Linked DNA regions of Sus scrofa: regions 1 and 3 are each linked to region 2. The links are chromatin contacts, called in public Hi-C and promoter capture Hi-C maps. All regions are on one chromosome and are shown on one strand. The core of a region is the stretch at or near the end of the contact, and the rest is flanking DNA. Distances in the headings are between cores, read along the strand shown.

Region 1 (3,746 bases), core at 550-3,049, 130 kb after region 2:
GATCACGTCAGGCCAAAACCTTTTACTTAGTCCAACAGACTGAAACTTGCAGAAATGTAAGTGAGGGTGGCCTGACATTATTACAAAACTCTGGGAGGAATCAAACAGCGTCCTCTTCCTCTTGGGGAAGTGGTTAGTGCATCCATGTACAGAGAAGTTCGAGGCTCAAAGCGAGGTGAGACACAGGCTGGGGCAAAGAAAGTTTTGTAACAATTTATTTATGTATTTATTTATTTTTTGTCTTTTTGCTATTTCTTGGGCCGCTCCCGCAGCATATGGAGGTTCCCAGGCTAGGGGTCGAATCGGAGCTGTAGCCACCAGCCTACACCACAGCCACAGCAACGCGGGATCCGAGCCGCGTCTGTAACCTACACCACAGCTCACAGCAACGCTGGATCGTTAACCCACTGAGCAAGGGCAGGGACCGAACCCGCAACCTCACGGTTCCTGGTGGGATTCGTTAACCACTGCGCCACGACGGGAACTCCAGTTTTGTAACAATTTAAAGCACGGTGGGTCCCTGGGCTTCCTCACAGCTCGGTGGCTGGGTTCCCAGATCTGGCGTCACAAAAGAGCCAGGTTGACATGCAGGACGTTTTTATAGCATTATCTGGCTCGGAGGTCACCTCCCATCAATCCAGCCGCACTCCTCTGGTCAAGACTTACAAGGACTGCTCAGATTCAAGGGGAAGAAACTGCTGACCTGAGAGAAGACGTGTCGAGGTCCCACTGATTGGGAAAAAAAAAAAAAAAGCCTGTGGATTGGGAGACGGCGTGGTCATTTTCAGAAAGTATAACCAGCAGCCAAACCGCATGCAAAAGAGCATCTGAAACGTATTCCAGCCCCCTGTGCTTCCCAGAGAGACGGAGACGCGTCATTGTCCTTTGTGAAGCCAGTGAACGGTGAGGCATTTCAGGGAAGGCTTAGCAGCTTGGTACCGTCATGGGCAAGTCGGAATCAAGGACCGTGTTTATCAGCCTGGGGTTCTCGTCTCACCAGAGGTCTTTTGCGTCTGTGTTAAGGGTCCTCCAGCTACGTGTGCTTTTTAGGGCCACTCGTGCAGCATATGGAAGGTCCCAGGCCAGGGGTCCCATCAAAGCAGCAGCTGCCGGCCTCCACCTCAGCCTCGGTAGCATCAGACCCAAGCCGTGTCTGCAACGTACACCCCAGCCACAGCAACACCCCATCCTTAACCCACTGAACAAGGCCAGAGATTGAACCCACATCCTCGCGGATGCTAGTGAGATGCACAACCCGCTGAGCCACATCGGGGCACTCCCTGATTATTCAGTTTTAAGTGCTGTGCCTCGAAGCTCTACCCAGAACAGGCCTCCTCCTGTGACCATCACCACGTCCCAAGATGCAGGGGGATTTTGAGGTCGCCTGCCCTGAAGTCATCGAGTCTCACCAAAGCCGTTGCCCCGGCTGCTCTTTTGTTCCTGGAGCCCGTGTTCACCCCCCTCACCGCCCCGGGGCTCAGGTGTCTTCTGCCTCATGCGACCTCTGAGAACTGGCCACGTTGTGACTGTCCCCCTGTCTTGCAGGGAGCCTCCCTGCCTCACTGAGAGGCGGGCACTTAGGGGGCTGCTCTCTCTGTCCATGGTCATTGCCGGACCCTCACCCCCATCAGCGCTTGTTCCTCTGAGACTGTTTGCTGAAGGACAGCTCCCGCTGCCGTGCCAGCTCGAACCGGATGATGCCAGGCGCTGGCCCGTCTGAAAGGGTGGAGAGGCGCCTTCCTGGGATGGACACAGCTGTCCCCCAGGAAGCGGCAGGATCCCAGCTCACTCATGCTGACGCAGCTCCTCGGCCTCTCTGGCCCAGCTGTCCCCTGGCCCTGGTGGACCAGTGACCCTGAATCAGAGCCTCCTCCCCACCAGCTGGAATGTCCTGTCACCTGGATGGTGTTATTTTCTCTTTGGCCTCCCTGGCCGAGTCCTGTGCCCAGACACCCGCCCTGCGGTCAGACTGCCCAAGGCCTGGATGCCGAAGCTCTTACCTTCGTCCCAGCCGCAGAGCAAGCACCTGCTTCCCTGCGAGAATCAGCCCCCAGCAGGCCGCTTGAGACCAGCCCGCCTCAGCCTGGGGAGTGTCCAGGGTCAAGGGGAGCGGCCCCCTGCCCCCACCTCCACCCAAAGCTGTGCCGCAGCTGCACCCCTCCCGCCCCCACACCCTAGCCTTACCCGGAGGACTTGGGTGAGGACTGTCAGGACGGGGGTGACAGGAGGGGCTCCGGCTTGGTTCCCCCATACACTGTCCTTCCACCTCTGGGTGAGCCCCCCGCGGCCCCCTGCAGGCCTCCTGTGAGGCTGGTGGATCCCAGTCCCATCCCTCAGGCCCTGCTCCCAGGGAAGATGTCCAAGGGCCAGCGGGCTTCTGGAATTCTCATTGCTGCCATAGCCTCCCGCCTCCACGGGGCTGGTGTTGGGGCCCCTGTGCTGCTGTCACGGCCCCCTCCCCCGCTCCGAGTGGTCAGGAGTCCGATCCATGACCCCTGAGGCTCGTATTACTGGTCAGGCTGGACCTGAGGCCAGGGCTGGACCTGAGCCCTAATCTGGGCTTGCTACCCCCTCCTCCCCATCCCCAAACCGCCCCCTGCGTCACAGGCCTGACCTCTGCAGGCTCAGCCAGCGGGGTCCTGATGAGGGAGGGGCCGGGGGGGGGCGGTCTGAGATGGACCCTCAGACCAGGAGCCTCTGGAGCGTCCACCATCCAGGGAGTCTTTCTCAGCGTTGCTCGTCCTCTCTCGGGAAGGGAGAAGCAGCCAAGGCTTCCCTGCTCCGCGTGAAGGCGGTGGCTCCCCCTTTACAGCTCCTGTGGGTTGATAGATGCCCCATTTCATGTGCGCCCAGAACCTAGGAATGTGCTCCTTTGGAAATAAGGTCTTTGCAAAGGAGCTGGAGGTGAGACCCCCCGGGGTTAGCGTGGCCCCAAATCCAGTGACTGCTGTCCTTATGAGAGGAGGCCACGTGGACGGAAGACGGAAGGAGGCGGCCACAGACCACGGGACGCCTGGGGCCACCAGGAGCTGGGGCCACAGCAAGGACCCTCCCCCAGAGCCTTCAGAGGGAGCACGACGGACACCTTGACCTCAGCCTTCTGACTCCAGGACTGTCAGACAACGGATTTCTGCGGCTAAGCCACCCAGTGTGTGGTTCGTTGTTAAGGTGGCCTTGGGAAAACCAACATTCAAGCCAGGGTGCACGTGAGGGTGGGAGACAGAGAGGGAGAAAAAGAGAGAGACACACAGAGAGACAGCGAGGGGAGGGGAGAGAGAGGGAAACTTCCTGGTGAAACCACAAGGACCCAGGCCCTGCTCTCCAGGCCACATGGATGCACCCGTGTCGAGTGACCCTCGGTGGCAGCTGGGTCTAGCACCTTGCCTGCCTCTCTCAGAACCTCATCTTGTGCTGAGTCCCTCCGGGTGGCTCTGCGGAGGAGTCTGGGCTGGTCACTGCGGGGGGGGGGGGGGGGGGGCTCCTCAGGGGACCGGAGGAAGGAGGGGTGCCCGTCCAGGTGAATTCCTCATTTACGGACCTGCGGGGCCTGCGAGGCCCTCAGCGTCCCTTCCAGCAAAATCTGCCCACGAAACCGTTTTCCCGCCTGGGGTGAGTCATCCTTTGTATTCAAGTTACCATTTGTGGTTTCAAAATACTTGAAAGGGAGCAAATCCACCCCGAGAGCTGATTGGAAGTTTTTTCCACTGTAAGAATCTCCCTCCAAAAAGACGTTTATTGGCATCGGG
Region 2 (3,835 bases), core at 940-3,439:
CCCTCCTTGCTGTGGCTGTGGTGTAGGCCGGCAGCTGTAGCTCCAATTAGACCCCTAGCCTGGGAACCTCCATATGCCACGGGTGCAGCCCTAAAAAGACCAAAAAAAAGCAGAAACAAACAAAAAAACCTCCGGGATTTCCCATCCTGGCTCAGCGGTAACCAACCCAACTAGTATCCAGGACAACTAGGATTCGGTTCCTTTCCTGGCTCAGCGGGTTAAGGATCCGGTGTTGCCCTGAGCCGAGGTGTAGGTCGGAGACAGGTCTGGGATCTGGTGTTGCTGTGGCTGTGGTGTAGGCCTGTAGCTGTAGCTCCAATCAGACCCTTGGTCTGGGAACTTCCATATGCCACAGCTAGTCATTAAAAAAAAAGAAAAAAACAACAGCAGGAGTTCCCCATCGTTGTGCAGCGGAAACGAAGCCAACTAGGAGCCATGAGGTTGCAGATTCAATCCCTGGCCTCACTCAGCGGGTTAAGGATCTGGCGTTGCTGTGACCTGTGGTGTAGGTCACAGACGCAGCTTGGATCCTGCGTTGCTGTGGCTGTGGTGTAGGCCAGCAGCTACAGCTCTGATTCAACCTCTAGCCTGGGAACCTTCATATGCCACAGATGCAGCTCTAAAAAGCAAAAAAACAAAACAAAACAACAAACACTCCAGCTTGATGGTCATTGGGAAGGGTAAATTATTTCTCACCTTTTTTCTTTCTTTTTTTTTTTTTTTTAACAGCTGCTGGCCTACACCAGAGTCACAGCAACACCAGATCCGAGCTGCATCTGCAACCTACACTACAGCTCAGGGTCACACCGAATCCTTAACCCACTGAGAGAGGCTAGGGATGAAACCTGGACCCTCATGGTTCCTAATCGGACTAGTTTCCACTGCACCATGACAAGAACTCCACCTTTATTTTTTTTTTTTAATTTATTTTTAGTTTTTTGGCTTTTTGCCATGTCTTGGGCCGCTCCCTCGGCATATGGAGGTTCCCAGGCTAGGGGTCGAATCGGAGCTGTAGCCACCGGCCTACGCCAGAGCCACAGCAACGTGGGATCTGAGCCACGTCTGCTACCTACACCACAGCTCACAGCAACGCGGATCCTTAACCCACTGAGCAAGGCCAGGGATCGAACCCACAACCTCATGGTTCCTAGTCAGATTCGTTAACCACTGCGCCACGACGGGAACGCCCACCTTTATTCTTAAATTCAGATAAACACTACTCATTTTAGAGCCAGTGAATGCAAGGATTAAAAGAACCTCTTTCTTGTTACTGTACTTTAAAATTACGTATATGCGTTTCTCCTATGCAACGTTTACTCTATTCCATATAGTCTCTTCGTTGCCACATAGTGTCACAGTATTAAAGCCTTTTAAGCAGGCTAGTGGCCAATAAATGAAACTTTACCTATCATTTGCTTTACACTGGGCCCAAGCTGGAAAAGTGTGACTCTCTAAGTAAAATAACCACTTTCCCAAATATCGAAGTGAACGTTTCCTGATGTGAGGGTGCGATGAAGGGGTAGAATGAAGATCAAACCCATTTACCTCAAAGTTTTACTCCTACTCGTCGTTTATCACCGCAGCAGCGTTCCAACCCATTTCCAAAGACGACCAGCCCAACTTAGTCTGCACTGACAGCCACATCGCGGACTGCTCTGCAGATCGCTGCTAGGGGCACTGCGGATCAAAACCTATTTTACAAACACTGGCTCGGTCTGAATGACACTGAGTAATTAAGAAACTCTCCCGCGGTCTTGGTTGTCACGACACTGTTCTCCGGACACTCGGGAACTCCACCAGAACGTGATGAACCGCAGAGCATCGATTCAGTCCCAGGGGGAGCGGCCACGGGCAGCAGGGCACCCGGAGCCAGGCGAACCCGCCCACCCACCCGTCCGAGAGACGCAGCGCCGCCCAGGCACAGAGGCGGTAGGGACGTCAGGGGCCGAGGCCGAACTACCTGACAGGGTTAGAGTTGGCGACACGACACCCGCCAAAGGACAGGGCAGGACAAAGGAGGCCAAACGAGTCCTCCGAAAAGCACCAAGCGCGGCGCAGACCCGCACGCCGCGGACAAAGCGGGGGAGGGGGCCACGCCCACAGGCGGGGCCTCGGCCGGAAGAGGCGGGCCTCGCGCGGCCCCGTCGTCTAGGCAACGGGGCTCCTCGGAAGCCCAAATCCAGGCGTTTAGGGCGGGGAGGAGGGGGAGGGGGGCCCAAGGCTGCACAGGGAGAGGCCCCCGGGACCCGGGCGCCCGGACGCTTGCCCCACCACGGCTTGGGTGGTCTTTCGAAGTGGGGGCGCGGACTTTAAGAGAGGATTCCATGGCACATGCGGGAAGGGGTCGGGGTCACCTGCCCTCTACGGGGACCCGGCCTGGCGAACCGCTCCCCTCTCGGGTCCCTTTGTCTCCAAGCCGCTCGGCGCTGGGCTCCGGCCGGCAACACAAAGGGCGGGCGGTGAGGACCGCGCAGGCGCGGGAGCCGCCGAGGCTGCCGGGAGTGGTGGTCCGACTGCCGAATGGTAGGTCTCCGGCGCGGGCAAATGGGCCTCTTGGCCACACAAGTACGCATGCGCAACCACTTCCGTCTTGCCGGGCCAGCCTGGTCCCTCCGCCCCCGGAGGGACGCGGGTTTCTAGTAGTAAGAGCCGAGGGGGAGGTGTCCGTGATCGCCCCGCCTATTCTTTCTCCTGATTGGGCCGCCGGGGTGAGGGCGGAACCTGGATTGGCCCTCGAGGTTGCCAGTCTGTTCCGGGCCGTACTTATTTCCCGGCTGCGAGGCGGGATCAGGAGTGTGGGACTGAGCAAAGGGAAGGAGATGGTGACCCGGGATTGTGATGGTCCCGAGGCCGGGTCGGTTCCAGAGAGCTCTGGGCTATGCCACCTGCCTCTCCCGCAACACCCAGCGGCCATGCAGCCCCGCCCAACGCACTTTGCCTGCAAGTGCGAAACTCCCACTAAAGTTTTCAGCTCGCCCGCTGCCCCTTGCCCCCGCGGCCCCTGCCCCGGCAAAAGTGACAGACAAAGCCACACCCCCGTGCGGCGGGGCCGGTGAGGGGCGTGAATGCGGCGGGGGCGGGGCCCACGGGGGAGGGGGCGGTGGGGCCAGGACGCATGCGCGATGCAGGGGGCCGAATGTTTCCCAAGTGTTTGAAACTGGTATTTGGGTTTTCCACGTTGGACAAGTGCGGCGCGGCGGGCGGCGCGCGCCCCTTCCCGCGCTCGCTCGGCCCCGGCCCCGGCCCCTGCGCCGGGGTGCGCGCCCGCACGCCCGCCCGCGCCCGCCCCGCGCCCGAGGCCGCCGAGCTCCGGCCCGGCCCGCCAGGCGCCGGTCCCCGGGCCCAGGCGGTGCAGCTCGCAGATGTAGCGGCGCGGGGCCGGCCGGAGGGGAGGCGCCGGCGGGCGGGAGCCTTGCATTTTGCAGCGCTGGGCTCCGAGGGGGCGGGGGCCGGAGGAAGCGGAAAGCCGCGCCGAGTCGCCGGGGACCTCGGTGAACCATGTTGAGCCCTGCCAACGGGGAGCAGATCCACCTGGTGAACTATGTGGAGGACTACCTGGACTCCATCGAGTCTCTGCCTTTCGATCTGCAGAGAAACGTCTCGCTGATGCGGGAGATCGACGCGAAATACCAAGGTACGGCGGGATGGATGGGCGGGGGCGGCTGCTCCATCCCCGTCGGTCGCGGCGCGCCGCGGGGCCGCGGGCCGTCCTGATCCCCGCTTGGGGAGCCTCGATCCCGCGGCGGGGCCCTGGCCGGACAGAAACAAAAGGTCTGGAGCGTCTTTGATTTGCGAAGGTCCTTGTGCGCGAAGCCCGGACACGGAGGAGGAAGAA
Region 3 (3,497 bases), core at 179-2,678, 160 kb after region 2:
CCCTTTGAATCACTCTGCGTTTGCATTCGGAAAGAAAACTTAACCACTTAATTCGAAGCTGGGAATAAACACAATTCATGATTACAAAAGAAGGACTCCGCAAGAAGGCAGAGGAAGAGGTGAGCTAAGCCTGTGGGTTTTTTTAATCTTCGTGTTTTCTGGCCTTTGTCACCAATTGCATTAACATATGTGCTTGGCACAGAGCAAGTTCTCTGTAGGTGACTGCGAATGCTGTCTTAAATTGCCCCGGGCAGTCATAGCCCGCAAACAGGCAAAGTGCACACTGGGTCCCTCCAAGGAGAGACGCTCCCTTCCTTAGAAGATGGTGTGTGTCAGCCCTCCTCTGAAGAAGTTTTTTCGTGGCTTAGCAGTTGGGCGGCTGAGCTCTTCAGCTCTGGCCCATTCGGACGCAGCCAGGTCTCTGACTGAGACCTCTTGCTCAGGGCCAGTCCAGCCAGGTTGCTTGTTTGGACTGAGTGAGCTGTCCTCACCGTCCTTCCTCCGGGATCATCTGCCCAGATCCAGTTCAGGCTCTGCTGTGTTCCTGACCTTCCTCCCACAGTGTCTGAAACAGCGCCATCAAGTTAAAGCCGAGTGGCTCCAAGGCTTCCGGTCGGGGAGAGTGGGACCACCGCATCCCGGCCGGTGAGGTCACGCACGCGGACGGGCCTCCCAGCAGAGGGCACGCGTGACCCCGGCCGCGCCACGCTCCGGGGCGTCCCTGTCCCCAAGGATGGCAGCAGCCTCAGGAAAATCAGTTCCTCCCCGAATTAGGCCCATCTGGTCACAGATTTAATTATCGTTGTGTTCGGTAATTATTGGCTTGCAAGGTAGCTGAGAGAAGCAAACGTCTCGTTTTCAGCTCCCCCCGCCCCCAACCTCTTGGGGAAAAAAAAAAAAAAAAAACCTGGCAAAAATAACGTTCATGAATTAGAAGATAAAGGATTCCGGGGCTTCCGAGGAGGGAAGAGGCGGCGGAAGGGCCCGACGGCGAGAGGAGCCTGGCTGGGCTCTCGCCTCAGAGGGGGCTGCGCTGGGGACCCGCCGGGCGCCAACGGCTACGGGCGCGCGCGGCCCGGAGGGTAGGAGGCCCGGCGAGCCCTCCCCGGCCGGCGGGCTGTCGCCTCCTGGAGGTCACCGGGCCCTTGGGGCGGGGGCCCAGCACCCGGCGGCGCAGGTGGGGACGCGCGCGCACAGCCGGCCCGGGTGCGGAGGGCGCACGGCGGCGGGCCCGGGCGGGCGCGGGGGCGCGTGTGCGGCAGCCGGGTGCCGGCGCGGCCGGGGGTCGGGGGGCCGGGAGGCCGGGGGCCGGGGCGCGGGGCCGCTCCAGCGCGGCGTCTTTCTTCTCCTCGCAGTGATGTCATCGGCGGCAGCGGCTGGCAGCCGGGAGGCGGCGGCGGGGGCGGCGCCGGGCGGCCGCCGCAGGTTCATGTGCATCTAATGAAAAGGCACTTGACAGTCGGCCAGGACGCACGCGAGGGAGCGCGAGCCGGCCGGACCGCGGCGCCGCCCGAGCCAATCGCCGTCGCCGGCCTCTCCATGGGCGAGCAGGAGGAGGGGGCGGTGGGCGCAGCCGGCCGGGCCGCGGCCGCTCCGAGGTGAACCGCGCCGAGACGGGCTCGCGGCGCGGGGAGGCCGGGCGCGCCGCCGCTATGAATTCCGCCGAGCAGACCGTTACGTGGCTCATTACCTTGGGGGTGCTGGAGTCGCCCAAGAAAACCATCTCGGACCCGGAGGGCTTCCTGCAAGCGTCTCTGAAGGATGGGGTGGTCCTCTGCAGGCTGCTGGAGCGCCTGCTCCCCGGGACCATCGAGAAAGTGAGTGCCCCCCGGCCCGCGCCCCCGCGGCGGACAGGCCCGGGCGCTGGGAGGCCCGGCGGGAGGAGTCCGGGCGGTGGGAGCCCCGGGCGGTGGGAGGCCTCGCGCCCCACCTGGCCCCCGCCGCGGCCCGGGATGCGCGGAGACGCTCGGGCGCAGGGTCGCCGGCGCCGGCACCTGGTGGCCGCGCGGGCCGGGAGAGCGCCGGGCGCCGCGGAGCCCACGCGCCTCCTTTGTGCGCGGACCCGGGAACGCGGCCCGCGCGGGGGGCGCGCTGGCGGCGCGAGGACCCGGTGGCGGGATCCCGCTCGGGGCGCCATTGTGTGCGGTGGCCGCCGGGGAGGGGGCCGGGCCGGGTTCAAGGGGAACGGCCGGGGGGAGGCCCGGAGGGAAGGGGAGCGCTCCGCTCTGCCCCGCCCGGAGGAGGAGTCGCCCCTCTCCGCGACCCGAGCCGAAAACCAACCGCTCCAGCGCCGCGCACAGCTGCCTCGCAGGCTTTGTTTGAACAGCTTTTGTTGGTGGTACCGTGTGAGAGTTTCGCCCTCTGTTTAACTGACCGATTGCGGTGCGTTTTTAAAAGATGCATTTATCAATAGCCGAGGGTGGGCTGTGAAATGATTTGCTGCCCTCCCCGCGGAACAATTCCCCTGTCCCCAAGCCCAGATGGCAGGCGCAGGAAAGCCCCGGCGTTCTTCAAGTCTGGCATAAGATCCTAGATTTCATTTTCAGGTTCCTACCTGATTTTAAACAGAGCCCCTAGTCCTGGAGACGTCTCTTCTATTGCCTGGTGGTTTCCTCGGGGCTGGAGTGTGAACCTTGACCACAACTCTGCGAGGGATTCAAGTTTGCTTCCTCCGGCTCCGTTGACTAAGTAGGGGCGAGCGGGTAGAGCGGCGGATCCCTGTACTTCAAAAACACTGCAATTCTATCCTAATTTTTTTTTTTTGCCAATACATAATCTTAATATCAGCAGTTACTTAAATGGTTTAAATGTAGAAATTAAAGTGCAGACTAATGAGAAATACTATTTAACTTTGAAAAATGGAGTATATCGGCCCAGCAGCACAGTATTAATTTGCTAATAATAAAATGTTAATTAGGTGACTTTAAAAAGTAAAATGTTTAATCTTTTTAAGTTTGCTCATGTTCTGGCATGGCATTTTAAAGGTCAGAAAAGATTTTATGTGATATGAGTTGTGTATACATATGAGTTTTAGGTATTTTCTTACTTGCAACATATTTCGGAAAGCAGAATCTGCATTTTAGGATGAATAGCCCTGGTCTGTCTGTCCAGGAAATAAAAATGGTGCTTCTAAATGAAGCTGATGTCACAATAAAATTATGATTGAAGATAGGAATAAGGAGCAGGAGCTAACTTTGAAGGCACAGAATACTTGGTTGTTATCTGGATATCAGGACCTCTAGTAATAAAAGACAGATGTTGAAACGCATTGAAAATGCAGGCTAACTTTACCAAAATGGGCTTATGTAAAAAAAATGGTTCCATTCCAAGAGTGAAGCTTTGAGAAACTTCAGAGGCTATTTGACCAAAACCTGTCATTGTTGATGCATGTGTTATTTGGCATATTCGCTGCGTGCCTATTGATTGGCAGACCTCAATAATCACTTTCTTTTAAATTGTTGAACGGTTTTCTTAGAAAACCATAGCATTCCTTTCAC

What was found. Promoter capture Hi-C pulls out the DNA fragments that hold promoters and counts their contacts. Hi-C and Micro-C count contacts between places; a contact is called where the count stands out from the background.
Region 1: a contact with region 2 is called in a Hi-C map of skeletal muscle, with 2.4 times the contacts expected there. The contact joins the enhancer-like site here to the promoter of ING1 in region 2. A contact is called at or near these places in 1 of 5 promoter capture datasets (fetal skeletal muscle), 2 of 47 Hi-C or Micro-C datasets (embryonic fibroblasts and skeletal muscle) and 2 of 2 datasets of contacts at active chromatin or transcription factors (alveolar macrophages and skeletal muscle).
Region 3: a promoter capture Hi-C map of liver shows a contact between it and region 2, with 5 times the contacts expected there. The contact joins the promoter of ARHGEF7 here to the promoter of ING1 in region 2. A contact is called at or near these places in 1 of 5 promoter capture datasets (liver), 2 of 47 Hi-C or Micro-C datasets (liver and skeletal muscle) and 2 of 2 datasets of contacts at active chromatin or transcription factors (alveolar macrophages and skeletal muscle).

The regions. Positions count from the first base shown.
Region 1 is chr11:77,398,637-77,402,382 of Sscrofa11.1, forward strand. No RefSeq gene overlaps it. Among named protein-coding and RNA genes, the nearest start is that of SPACA7, 22 kb to the left of the region's middle. Within about 2 kb of position 1,800, at least 3 of the 83 cell types and tissues checked have an H3K27ac peak or open chromatin away from gene starts, as enhancers often do. A contact at or near this core is called in skeletal muscle, where this site is marked.
Region 2 is chr11:77,268,083-77,271,917 of Sscrofa11.1, forward strand. It overlaps ING1 (inhibitor of growth protein 1), which reads left to right and starts at 2,190. Exons shown (of 2, transcript XM_021065917.1): 1 at 2,190-2,523. The coding sequence starts at 2,325. CARS2 (probable cysteine--tRNA ligase, mitochondrial) reads right to left here and starts at 1,854. Exons shown (of 15, transcript XM_021065916.1): 1 at 1,546-1,854.
Region 3 is chr11:77,425,924-77,429,420 of Sscrofa11.1, forward strand. ARHGEF7 (rho guanine nucleotide exchange factor 7) reads left to right here and starts at 1,429. Exons shown (of 22, transcript XM_021065922.1): 1 at 1,429-1,817. The coding sequence starts at 1,653. LOC102167979 (a long non-coding RNA gene) reads right to left here and starts at 1,176. Exons shown (of 3, transcript XR_002336778.1): 1 at 1-1,176.